3 separate regions of the Mus musculus genome follow, and all the other regions are linked to region 3. Evidence: chromatin contacts called from public HiCAR-type and HiChIP or PLAC-seq data. All regions are on one chromosome and are shown on one strand. The core of a region is the stretch at or near the end of the contact, and the rest is flanking DNA. Distances in the headings are between cores, read along the strand shown.

Region 1 (3,840 bases), core at 1,211-3,710, 170 kb after region 3:
GAACCTCCAGAATATTATCGCTGGCTCACCTAAATTAAGCCCCAGGCAAGAAAGGTGACAAGGTGTCTACCGACACCCAAAAAGGTCCAATCCAGCAGCTTTTCTGTTTGAGCAAGGGGCCTTGTAGACCCGGCAACTTCAGGTGGGCAGCTCACGTTGGTCAGGTCGCTTTTCACCCTGATCTTGCCCTAGCTTTGTGTTGCGTCTAAAACTTGGCTTTCAGAAGCTATATATAAACAACCTCGGGCGGTTTAAAAAAAAAAAGAATAAGAAGAAGAAGAAGAAAGAAAGAACCACCCTACAACTCTGGCAGGGAGCTGGAGGAATTTAGATTCTCTTCTTTGGTCTTCTCCTGAGGTGGGTTTTAAAAGGTACAGCTGAGAGCAAAAAGACTCTGTCAAGTTGTGTTTTTAAAAGGCTAAGAAGGCGGGACCCGAGCTGAAAAGGGAAGCTGCTCTCCTTTTTCTTTTTTCTTTTTTTCAATTTAGCTGAATAATTGTCTCATTTAGGAGGGAGATTAATTTAATTTAAGCTTTTCGTAGTTCCAGGCCTCAGCTGGATCTTGATCTAATTACAATGAATAGCGCTCACTTTTTGACAAGTGCTGTCCGGTTCCCCTTTTCATGCTAAAAAGACCATCCACATTAAAAAAAAAAATCATAGAAGTAGAATTTGCTGCTGACTCTGTCTGTAGAATTGCCACCTTTACCACTGTTGTGAAAGCAACTTTTTAAAGGGGTAGAGGTGGGGTTGAGAGTCTGAAGGGGAGCCAGGCACTCGGGTTTTCCTTCCCTTCCAAGTATTGGGGAATCCGTCCCAATTCCTTTAGAAAAACAAATTTAGCTGGTGTTGTCTTCTGTTTACCCTGAGAGGGACCTATCTGGGCTCAGCCCTAAGGTCACTTTCAGAGAACAGAGAGAAATCAAACTTATTGTAGTCAAGGAAAGGGCCAGTTAAGGTAGATCTCCCTGCCAGCCTAGCTAAAGGGACTGTGGCTTCCTTGAGGGAAGAAATTGGGTCTTTTCTGAGCTTTGTTGCTGTGGTTGTTGTTGTTGTTATTGTTGTGGTTGTGGTTGTTCTTCTTCGTCTTAGTCTACCAGGGAATCCCAGTTTATCAAGACACTAAATAACTGATTTTTAAAATGGTCTTCAGGAGTTGACGTGGTCCCGTCTTGAGCTACCACATGGAAATGTTTATTTTTCTTTTCAAAAGAATTAAAGACCTTACACATTGCCTTTACAAGCCACGAAAAATAATTTTTTCCTTTTAACAAAAATAATCACTGCCGTAGAGATTCCCCTTTACAAATGATTTTGGAAAGACCTCAGTGTGTTTCCCTGAGTGACAGCCAGGAGCCATGACAAAGGTCACGGTGGACAGGGAAGTTGAAAAATCAGACCTCTGGATTAATATCTGTCACCACCTATGCTGTCCCACAGAGGGACGGCTGCTTCAAGGAGCTCACCAGTCAGTAGATAGAATTTGCGGAGGGAAAGGAGATTTAAAGGCTGGGTTTAAGAGGAAGCTGGACTTGGAAACAGACCATCTTCCTTGCTGTATTTTCTATGGGCCCTGGCCCCTCTGTGTGCCAGCTCCTACCAAACACACAGAAGCAGTTTCTACCAACAGTCTTTACATTTACATGTGAATTAAGATTCCGGAATCTCTTTAGGGGTTAACCCTGCAGGACTTATCCTATTCCCTGCTGCCGCCACCACCCCCAGATAAAAATCGGATGATGTGAAGCCCTGTTCAGATCACTTGTAGAAGAGCATCTCCCGGAACCTTCCGGAATCTTGTTAAGTCCTCCGCTTTAATCTTCAGAATTATCAGGAGACTTACAATCATGAAGTCCCTTGAAAATTGATTAAAATTATGCTAATTAGTCCTCCCATCCTCCACCCCTCTTTCCACCTATAGACTGTTTATCTCAGCATAGAAGAAACACTTAATTTCACTGCCGAGAAACTGGGAAATCTGCTCCATACTACACAATATTTGCAGATACCGTCTACAAAGTTGTCTAGGTGACTTGCAGTAGATTTTATAATACTGTAATAAAAGAATTTGTTTAGCCCCTGGTACACCAGAGCACAAAAATATAAACATACCTTTATCAGGGAAGTTCAAAGACCATGGGTGCTGATGGAATATGCTTTCCAATAAATAAATAAATAAATAAATAAATAAATAAAATTCTGGCCGGAAGACCATGATCCCTAGCTATGTGTTAAATGTCATCTCAGATAAATTCTACGTTCCATTCCACAGCCTCTTTGAAACTCTGGAAGATTAGAGAATTTGCAGTAACTAAGTTGTTGCTTTAATTTCAACCTGTAAAATTGTTGGAAAATGCCAGTTTCAAACTAAGAATAGGCTAGCCAAGAACAGTGCTGGGAAGTCCTCAGAGCAGAGAAGACAGCTGACATTTGGCCCAACTTCCTGATACTTGAAGAACAGAGAAGTTCAACAAAATATGAGCTATCTTGGGCCAGCAAGTCCCTTCTTGTCTGTTTGGTCTGTACTAAATGTAAATGTTTCTCTTGCCTTACCTATTGTTTATAGCTTTTTACTGCAGACACTGCTTTGTATTTCTGTTTGAAGTTTGATTTCTTTTCATTATTTCTATATCATCTCTCAGTGACAAAAATCTATATCAAATTGGAAGACATCTTAGCTTTAAATAAAACAACAACAGTGCTAGTAACCTAGCCTAGGTGTGCTTGTCATTGTTTTAAGTACAGAGTTAAATGTCCCTGGATTTAATTTTGTCTCCTTCCCTTCTCCATCAAAACTCTTTGGAGATAAATCAAAAAGCCCAAGAAGTAGTAACCGAGCCACTGGATGCCCCCTTCCTGCTTCCTTTAGAAATGGGGGTGATGCAATTTAAACTCCTAATTTTTAGACTTTTGAATTCCAACATCAACAAGCTTTTCTTGGCCACCATGGTCCTCTTGTGCTGTAGACGAGGGGGCCTCATGGGTTTGACCTCTTGGTAATGAGGGATCCCTGGAACAACCATGGTAAACTGAGGCACGGTGGGGCACAGTGGGAATTCATGACTTGGCGTGCCTTTGGGCGCTCTGGAACAGGATTTATTCATTTTGGCCTCTTAGGAGATATGGGCCCCAACAGTCAGGCATTCAGACTGGAAGCCCGGATGTCGATTCAGTGCCCTCGGAGCCCAGTGGGTGTTGAGATGAACTGGAAAGGCCTAGGTCTCCACAGGGAGATGAAGGCAAGGAAGTGAAGCATTTTCACAGAGGGTATCTCATCCTTGTGAGCAAACTGTGCAGAGGGAAATGAAAACATTGATGAGAGAGATGGGGGGAAAAATAGACAGAAAACAGAATTTACAGGAGTAACATTTTGTAGGAATAGAAAGAAAAGATAATAATGATCAATTAACCGAGCAGGGGAATTTATTTCAATGATGTTCTTTGAAACAAAAGAGTTGTCTTATTACCACTCCTAATTAAAGGCATCAAACATTTGTGGTGGGATAGAAACATCTAATTACATATTGCTTGGAGAATAAGCGTTTTTAAAATCTCCTTTGTAGAAAACACGTCCAACAGTTGACATGAAAGGGTTAAAAGCAGAGGCAAGGGGCCGCAGGGTCCTTGTTTCACAAAGCAAGTGAGTGAAAACAGATAAAAATTAAAGAGATAGCAAGATACATACCCAGTCCTAGAGAGCAGAGTGTCCTAGTGATGTCCTAGGGGTCCCCTCTGTCCATTTCTCAGGGTAGCTGGGGCAATTTCCTGACATAGGTTCTTTAGAACGCAGGAGATAGAGCAGCCACAATGAATAAAATCGCCCAGATAGCCATCTGCAGG
Region 2 (4,253 bases), core at 1,566-4,065, 250 kb before region 3:
AGTGCTGGGAAGTGAATGCAATCTAACTGGATGCCCTTGAAGGGCAGCAGGAGCTGTAAGTGCTGAGCCATCTCCAGGGCCCAGGTTCTTGTGTTTCATGGGCAATTCACAAATCCTCAGGGGGACATTGCATGACAGAGATTTGCAAACCAAAGCCTTAGCTATGACTTACTTCCTAAGTTACACGTAAGTGTTTAGAGCCCACCTTTGGAAACATGTACAGTCCCGATTTAGGGTTGGGAGCAGGACTTTGACAGCAGTGTCTACAGCAAAGTCCATATTGTCTGCTCCAGGAAGTCCTTGGAAGTAAATCACTCTGCCTTCATCTCTTAGTACCCTGCCTTGTGCCCAGTTCAGCAACCACGACGCCAGGCCATGGGCCAGCTCCCCTCCCCATGTATCGAGAACATGAGTGGGTAAATGTAGCCATGGAGTAGCCATGGAGTGTGACTACAGTGGATTTTCCTCATCTCACCACACAAGCTTTGTGTTGAGGAAGGAAGAGCGAGGTTTAAATGTTGATGAAACCACACATGGCTCCAAGAGATGGTCATTAAGGTGCAAACTCTTCTATTCTGTGCAGTTGTCATTGTAGAGCAACAGGCCACCATTGTCCACAGCTGAGTCCTGCTGCGGCCGAGGGACAACTGGTAGCCACAATGCAGAGTGTATTTTGAAAATACCCCAGAAAGAGATAGTAGGTCGAGATTGATATCTGAGAAGACCTAACAGCTCAGAAGAGAGCAACCATCTTTTTACCACAAAATCTGTTCTGGATCATCCTCTGGGGTCTCCAAGAAGCCTTTCAGAATCAAGTTGACTTTCTTGATTTTTTTTCCTCCCTTCCTCCCTTCCTCCCTTCCTCCCTTCCTCCCTTCCTCCCTTCCTCCCTTCCTCCCTTCCTCCCTTCCTCCCTTCCTCCCTTCCTCCCTTCCTCCCTTCCTCCCTTCCTCCCTTCCTCCCTCCCTTCCTCCCTTCCTCCCTCCCTCCCTTCCTCCCTCCCTCCCTTCCTCCCTCCCTCTCCCTTCCTTCCTCCCTCCCTTCCTCCCTCCCTCTCCCTTCCTTCCTCCCTCCCTCCCTCCCTCCCTCCCTCCCTTCCTTCCTTCTTTCCTTCCTTCTCTTTCTCTTATGTTTGTGTTTCTAAGCAAGAATCTTCCTATATAGGCCACATTGGCCTGAAACTCAGAGCAATCCTCCTGCTGCAGCCTCCCAAGTGCTGAGATTACAGGCACGCTCACCACAATGGTTCTGACGTGGCCTTTCTAAACATCAAAGCCCATAGACTCTTCAGTCTGGATTATTCTTTGCTGTAGGGCTGTCCTGTGCATGGTAGTCCTGAAGGCTTGAGTTGGCCTCTACTGAGAAACACTGTTTTAAACCAAAACAAGGCAAAGAAAAATTGGGCAAGCGCCTGGGAAGCTGGCTTCAGGTGTGGAGCCCTGTCAGCTGCCTGTTGTCCTTTCCCACAGCTGTGTGGAGGGTATTACACACTTGCTTCACAGCCCTCGAAGGCAAGGGGGGCAGTACAAAGACAGAGGCTGCACTACACAGGTGCTCCAGCCAGTGTTGGCTGGATGACTAATGAATGAATGAATGAATGGGTGGATTATGTAACCTATGGTTGAGAGAACTCTGAGGAGGAGGGGCCTCCTTTCCTGGGTTCCCTTGTAGCCCTAGCCCACCCAGAGCTGCGTATGTGCTTCTGCAGCATGGAGAAAAGGAGCAGGCCATGCGCTAGCTCCTAAGTCCTAGATCTGCATTGCACAACTGACTCACGGAGCCCTAAAGACCCCAGAAGCACGTGTGAGTGATCAGCTATTGGCTCGTCTTTCCCTTGATTCTCAAAATTCCAGGTTGTCAGATTACATTCACACAAAGATCCTGCTGAACCAGAAAGATGTCACACCTGGTCTACCCCACCCCTTCCTCTGGTGAACTGGAGAGATGCCATGCAGGCCTGCCCTTTGTTCCCTGTGACTGGTGACACCAAAGTCTCCTGATTCTAAGAAGGACCCATCGTATCCCTTCCGTTTAAAGTGTCCTGTATGTATTCCAGCTTCTGCAGAGGCCTCCTGTGGATGCAAAGCACACATCAACTTGGCAAAGCCTCATCTTGACACGAAAGAAACAAAACCCTGCCAAAAACCAAGGGGCAGCAACAGCAAAGAGACACTCAGGACTTGTTTGTATGTTTAATTTACAATTTCAATGCTATGACAAAAATAAAGTAGGAAAGATGTGGCTTTGCTCATGCTTTCAGAGATTTCAGACTGTGGTCCTTGGCCCAGTGCGCTCTGGGTCTGTGCAGAAGGAGGAACTTCATAGAGGTGGGAGCTAATGATAGGGACATAGCCATGTCATAGCCGATAAAGGAGAGACAGTTATAGATAGATAAACACACACACACACACATATGCACACACAGGTAGACACAGATACATAGGCACACACACACACAGACACAGGGTCACAGACAGAGATAGAGATGGACACAGACAGATAAAGACTCACACAGCGTCAGACAGAGGCACACACACACACACAGAGATAGAGACAGAGATAGACAGAGACAGAGACACAGACAGACAGACATAGACATAGACAGACAGACAGACAGGCAGGCAGACAGAGACATGTTTTCTGTGACATACTTCCTCCAGCTACCCCTCCCCAACATCTAAAGTTTCCAGAACCTCCTAAAATAGCACCAGCAGTTGAGAATCGCGTCTTCAATACGTGAGCCAACCATACAGCGTTGCATGTCTCCTGCTAAAAATAACAAAAGTACGAGTCACCGAGAGGGAGGTAGAGTTGACTCACACTGATTGAGCCACTGGCGTTCATGGCAGTATTGACATTGCTTGTTGGACAGCGGGGAACTGTTAAGAGCCTGTTTTCACTTTCCCAAATTTCCATAAAACGTTTACAAAACACACTTGCTTTTAGTATGATTGTATGGGGAAAGCCATTGGCTCTCCACGCCCTTGGTGTGTGAGGTACGTGTCATAACAAAACAAGAGAGAGGGTGGGTAGGTGGGTAGCCCAGTAGCTACCTCTACAGTGCGTGGCTAGCATGTACAGGACGTTGGTTCAAACCTCAGCAGCAGAGCGGTGGCACATACTGCAATCCCAACAGCCTACCCATAGGTAAAGGCTGGGGGCCCAAGAGCTCGAGATCAGCCTTGGGTATATACAGTAAGCCTGAGGTCGGCTTGGGCTACACTAGACACTGCACGAATCTTCTTAAAAATGTTTACATGGAGTAAACTTGCAGGTAGAACTATTGATGTTCCTCACAAGTTTTTCAAACTTTTTGAATAGTTCCCCCCCCCTTTTTTTAAAGATTGACTTTATTTTGATATTTTATAGAATCTGTTCTGGCAAGAGCCTAGTCACTATTTTAATGGTTGAGAGTGACATGTTAAATAATTAAGCCCTATCTCTTTATGTAGCTAAGACCGCAGAATAGCATCTGTGACATCCTAAGGAAAGCACCAAGCATTGTAATGCCTCAGAACTGGAGAAGTTGGGGCTTGGCCACAACCCCAAAAGATCCAATTTCTGCTTTCAAATATCCTCCATCCTACTGAAGGTCCCTGAGATTAGTGAGCGGCACAAGCACCATGAACTTGAGAATCGACTCTCTGAGAACGTAGCATGTTCTGCGGTGCCCTGTGATGTCAGGGATGCCCCCTCGGATGCTTTCACTTCAATTCACCTCCTCGCTTGTCAACAAGAAGGTTGTGGTCACTTCTCAGGTACATCCACCTCGTTTTGTGAGATAGAATCTCACCCTAACTGGTCATCAAACCCCAGGGACCCAACTGTCACCGCCTCCCCAGAGCTGGCATTACAAGCATGCACCACCACACACACCTTTTTAAGCGTGGGTCCTTGAACTTGGGTCCTCACGCTGTCAAGGCGGACACTTGACTTCCTGCACTGTCTCCCAGGCTTGGTGCCAGTCCTCATTGAGGAATAAGCCAGACATCCAGCAGTTGTATTTGATCTAAAGCTACCCCATCTTGTCCCTGTCACCTAGGTGTGCACAACACGAGCTTTCTGTACTCTTTATCCTAGAAGACAGAAGCCATCTCTGCACACCAAGGACCATAAGACAATATGGATTTCATGACTCCCTCAAACGTTCGTTAAGGCTGGCCTGTCAGGGTTGGGAGTACACATATAACTTAATATACATCTTTTTAGGTCCATAACAAAAAGTGTTGTATGCTTGCAACCAGAACAGCGCC
Region 3 (3,643 bases), core at 222-2,721:
CTTCACATGCTCCTCCACTTCCCATGCTCTCTTTCTTCCTCCTCCTCCCCCTATGCTCCTCCACTTCACATGCTCCTCCACTTCCCATGCTCTCTTTCTTCCTCCTCCTCCCCATGTTCCTCCACTTCACATGCTCCTCCACTTCCCATGCTGTCTTTCTCCCTCCTCCTCCCCATGCTCCTCCACTTCCCCATGCTCCTCCAGATCCCATGCTCCCCCTCCTCCTCCCGCACTCCGGGATATTCTACGCTCTCACAAGGCAGTCCTCCCAGTGATTTTCCAGACAAAGGACACCAGGAAGCAGTTCAGAGGGGTTGGTAGATTTTAAGTTCTGCTTTATGGAACAGTGGAACCTTTTAAGAAACAGATTTGTCATATTGAAACTAGGTTTTCACTATATTATTCTGCATACTTTTCATTTTCTGCCTTTTAAGTCAATACAAATATAGAACAGAATATCTCATTTTTCTACTTTTATTTTTTACAATATTTAGAGTTGAACCCAGGGTCTTGAGTATGCCATCCAAAAGCCCTACTACTGAACCAAACCCCAAGATCTTATGGATTTTTTTATTCTGACATAAATTCTCCCCAAATTACTTAGGTTGACCTTGAACTCACTATCCTCCTAAATCAGCTTTCTCGGGAGCTGGGAATTCAAGTCTGTGCCATCAGACTGGGCTCATTCTTCTACAACTTCCTGAGGATCTATTCATGAAAATTGGGTACCAGTCATGTCTCTCTCTAGGTCTTCAACAGGTCAATTCCGAGTTGTCTAATGATGACATTCCTTCTTTGTAGTGTGTGTGTGTGTGTGTGTGTGTGTGTGGGTGTGTGTGTGTGTGTGTATGAGTGTATGTTGGTGAGTGTTTGTATGTGTGTGTTTGTGTGTAAGAGTGTGTGACTGTGTGTGTGTATGTGCCTGTGTGAGAGTATGAGTGTGTGTTGATGAGTGTTCATATGTGTGTGTTTGTGTGTGTGAGAAAGTATGTGAGTGTCTGTGAGTGTGTGTGTGTGTGTGTGTGTGTGTGTGTGTGTGTGTGTGTGTGTGTGTGTGTGTAAGTCTGTATAAATGCATGGCAGCCATAGGACAGCCTTGGACATGACAAGGTTATCCACTCTCACTGAGAAGTCGTCTCAGACCCGTTACCAGTTAGCCCCATGGATCCTCCTTTTCCTGACTCTCAGTGTTGGGCTCACAAGGGCAAGCCACCAAGCTCTATGCTTTTGTATAGATTCTAGGGATGGGATTCAGGTCACACTTCAGCAGCTGAACCTTCCCTAGCACACAGCTCACCTTCACAGCTTTGCCAGTGCTGAGCAGAAACCAAGGACTCTGAATTTTCTCACCCCAGACCCAGAGAACATTTAGATGAGGGGGAAACCCCACATCAGCCACTGTCCCCACCTCTGCATCCTAGCTCCTGATCTCACCCTATGTGTGATCCTCAAGAACCAGGGTAGCAGCACCACACAGTACAGTTGGCTCATCACCATGGTAGCAGCCCCACACAGCACAGTGTTCTCATCATTACAAGGAAGTGGAGTCATTCTTTCCCAGCCTGCTTTGCGAAGTTATTACAGAAGATGAGTTGTCATTGAACTCCCACTGTTCATTTTAAATAAAGAGGAACAAAAATGAAATGTGTCCGTGTGCTTTGGGCATGGGAAGATGACTCTATTGTAAAGAACTGACCTCATGATTTTACTTGGTAACAAAACTCAGGAAAAAATTAAAACTCTTTAATGGACTGATTCAACCTACAGAACTTTTTCTTTTGTTTCCATATGTATTTGCAACAGAAATCCAAGTAAAACTAAAAGCATCAAGGAGTCACAGGCGTTTTTATTTTACATGTTTATTCTGACCTGTGATTACTTTTCTCACAGAAAATTAAATTAAAATTACAACCTGACCATTTTCTGTTGGGCAAAATGAATCTACTGCAGTAATATGAAAATTGAACCTTTGGCCAAGATCCGTTAAAACTGCCTGATAGGATTTTATTGTCTTTAGGTGAGAACTTTGATTGAAGTGATATATAAATGATATAGATAAAAATAGACATAGATGCAGATTTTGTAAAACTTGATTAATTACAAGATGGCCAAACTTATAAAGCAGCACACAAATAAGAAAAGGAAACATTGTCACTTTCCAAAACTCTCCATTTCTCCTTTGCTGCCTTCAGTGTTTAATTTTGATTGTAAACTAGCTGAAATATAAAATCACCTGGGAGATGGGTCTCCTGCATATGCCTTTGGAGGGTGGGTGAAGTGTTATCTTTATTAGTTTAATTGAGGTGAGAAGACCTGCCTACCATGGGTGGCACTATTCCCTAGGCTGAAGTTCCAGTATGTATGTATGTATGTATATATATATATATATATAACAGAGAGAGAGAGAGAGAGAGAGAGAGAGAGAGAGAGAGAGAGAGAGAGAGAGAGAGAGGAGAACATGAACTGAGCATGACATTCACTGGTCTCTGCTTCTTGATTGAGGATGGCAGGTGACCAGCTGCCTCTAGTTCTAGGTCACATGACTTTTCTGCCCAGATGGATGTGCTCCAGTCCAGTTGTGAGCCAAAATAACCTCTTTCCCCTTTAAATGCTTTTGTCAGAGTACTTTATCATAGAAACAAGTCAAGTAACTATTACAATACCTATACATAAACATGTTTGCACTCTCAGCATTGCCTAAGTGTGCATTTGGGTAAAATTTATATAGATGATGAGATAAGGTTGCCTCGACTTTCAACTTGTGACATTCCTCTGTGTACCAACAACTCGTTTATTCACTTATTTTATTGCATGGTATCCCATTCTATGATCACGCATTGTATCCATTTTTCTATTGCTTAACATTTGTGGCTATTAAGAATAATGCTTGTAAGAGTTTCTCATGTCCCTAATAATATTCCTTACATGTGGCTTTACCACTCATGTCTGTACTTCACTTATGAAAATTGCATAGCACTTTCCTCAAGATTGAAACATTCCATCCTGTCGGAAAGCCCTTAAAACCAGAAGGTAACCCATTCCAAACAGCTTCACCAAGCCCCTGGAACTGACCAGCTTGACTAAACCCCTCCCTGTCAGTCAGCAATAGAGGCCACAGAGAGTCATTGTCAGAAGATCAAAGCTGCAAAGGAGATTGCGAGACCAGACCTGGTTCTTAGAAGAAGCAGAAACCACCCGGGTTGCCTAGGAGAGGTTTAGACCAACTGAGTCATTTAGAAAGGACAGTCTTCAACCCAGTGAGCTGCCTGCAGTCTGTCCAGTGCGTTCCATGTTCTCAGCTTTTGTGAGCTGTTACCCATGATGCACTGGGCTTTATAGTGGTAGTTCACTGATTTGCTTCGGTGAGTAACTCCTCTCTCATACTCCTATAAGTAGCCCAATAAAACTCACTGGTTCACCAAACTGGACTCTGTTGGTATCCATACTTTGTTCTGTCATGGGATCTCTATCTGAAGTGAGTAGACTTGTGTGTTGTGTCTTCCCAGGAAAAGTCTTGTCACGCAACAGTATATAGATATCTTCTTTTATAAATTTGGTTTCTTCAATTTCTAGTCAGAGGACATGTGTACACCCTTCAACTTCAGAAAAATGTTCAAATATTTTTCATATTAATATTGTGTGT

What was found. HiCAR-type assays count read pairs that join an accessible place to other places. HiChIP or PLAC-seq counts read pairs in DNA pulled down with a chosen protein or histone mark.
Region 1: an H3K4me3 HiChIP or PLAC-seq map of bone marrow-derived macrophages shows a contact between it and region 3, with 2.8 times the contacts expected there. The contact joins two enhancer-like sites. A contact is called at or near these places in 2 of 39 promoter capture datasets (the 3T3-L1 cell line and erythroid cells), 1 of 15 datasets of contacts at CTCF or cohesin (CD8 T cells), 30 of 484 Hi-C or Micro-C datasets (B cells, the BV-2 cell line, CD4 T cells and 20 more), 15 of 115 datasets of contacts at active chromatin or transcription factors (the 230-238 cell line, CD8 T cells, the SCID.adh cell line and 10 more) and 5 of 9 other capture datasets (adipose tissue, bone marrow-derived macrophages, liver and 2 more).
Region 2: a contact with region 3 is called in a HiCAR-type map of Th17 cells, with 5 times the contacts expected there. The contact joins two enhancer-like sites. A contact is called at or near these places in 3 of 484 Hi-C or Micro-C datasets (the BV-2 cell line, cortical neurons and macrophages) and 2 of 115 datasets of contacts at active chromatin or transcription factors (Th17 cells and microglia).

Annotation. Positions count from the first base shown.
Region 1 is chr16:92,690,946-92,694,785 of GRCm38.p6, reverse strand. The region is part of intron 3 of Runx1 (runt related transcription factor 1); the gene reads left to right. Among named protein-coding and RNA genes, the nearest start is that of Gm30281, 69 kb to the left of the region's middle. Within about 2 kb of position 2,460, at least 18 of the 459 cell types and tissues checked have an H3K27ac peak or open chromatin away from gene starts, as enhancers often do. A contact at or near this core is called in the HL-1 cell line, bone marrow-derived dendritic cells and bone marrow-derived macrophages, where this site is marked.
Region 2 is chr16:93,108,368-93,112,620 of GRCm38.p6, reverse strand. No RefSeq gene overlaps it. Among named protein-coding and RNA genes, the nearest start is that of Gm30474, 22 kb to the left of the region's middle. Within about 2 kb of position 2,815, at least 58 of the 459 cell types and tissues checked have an H3K27ac peak or open chromatin away from gene starts, as enhancers often do. A contact at or near this core is called in the BV-2 cell line and Th17 cells, where this site is marked.
Region 3 is chr16:92,862,244-92,865,886 of GRCm38.p6, reverse strand. No RefSeq gene overlaps it. Among named protein-coding and RNA genes, the nearest start is that of Runx1, 38 kb to the right of the region's middle. Within about 2 kb of position 1,471, at least 48 of the 459 cell types and tissues checked have an H3K27ac peak or open chromatin away from gene starts, as enhancers often do. A contact at or near this core is called in the BV-2 cell line, the HL-1 cell line, Th17 cells and 2 more, where this site is marked.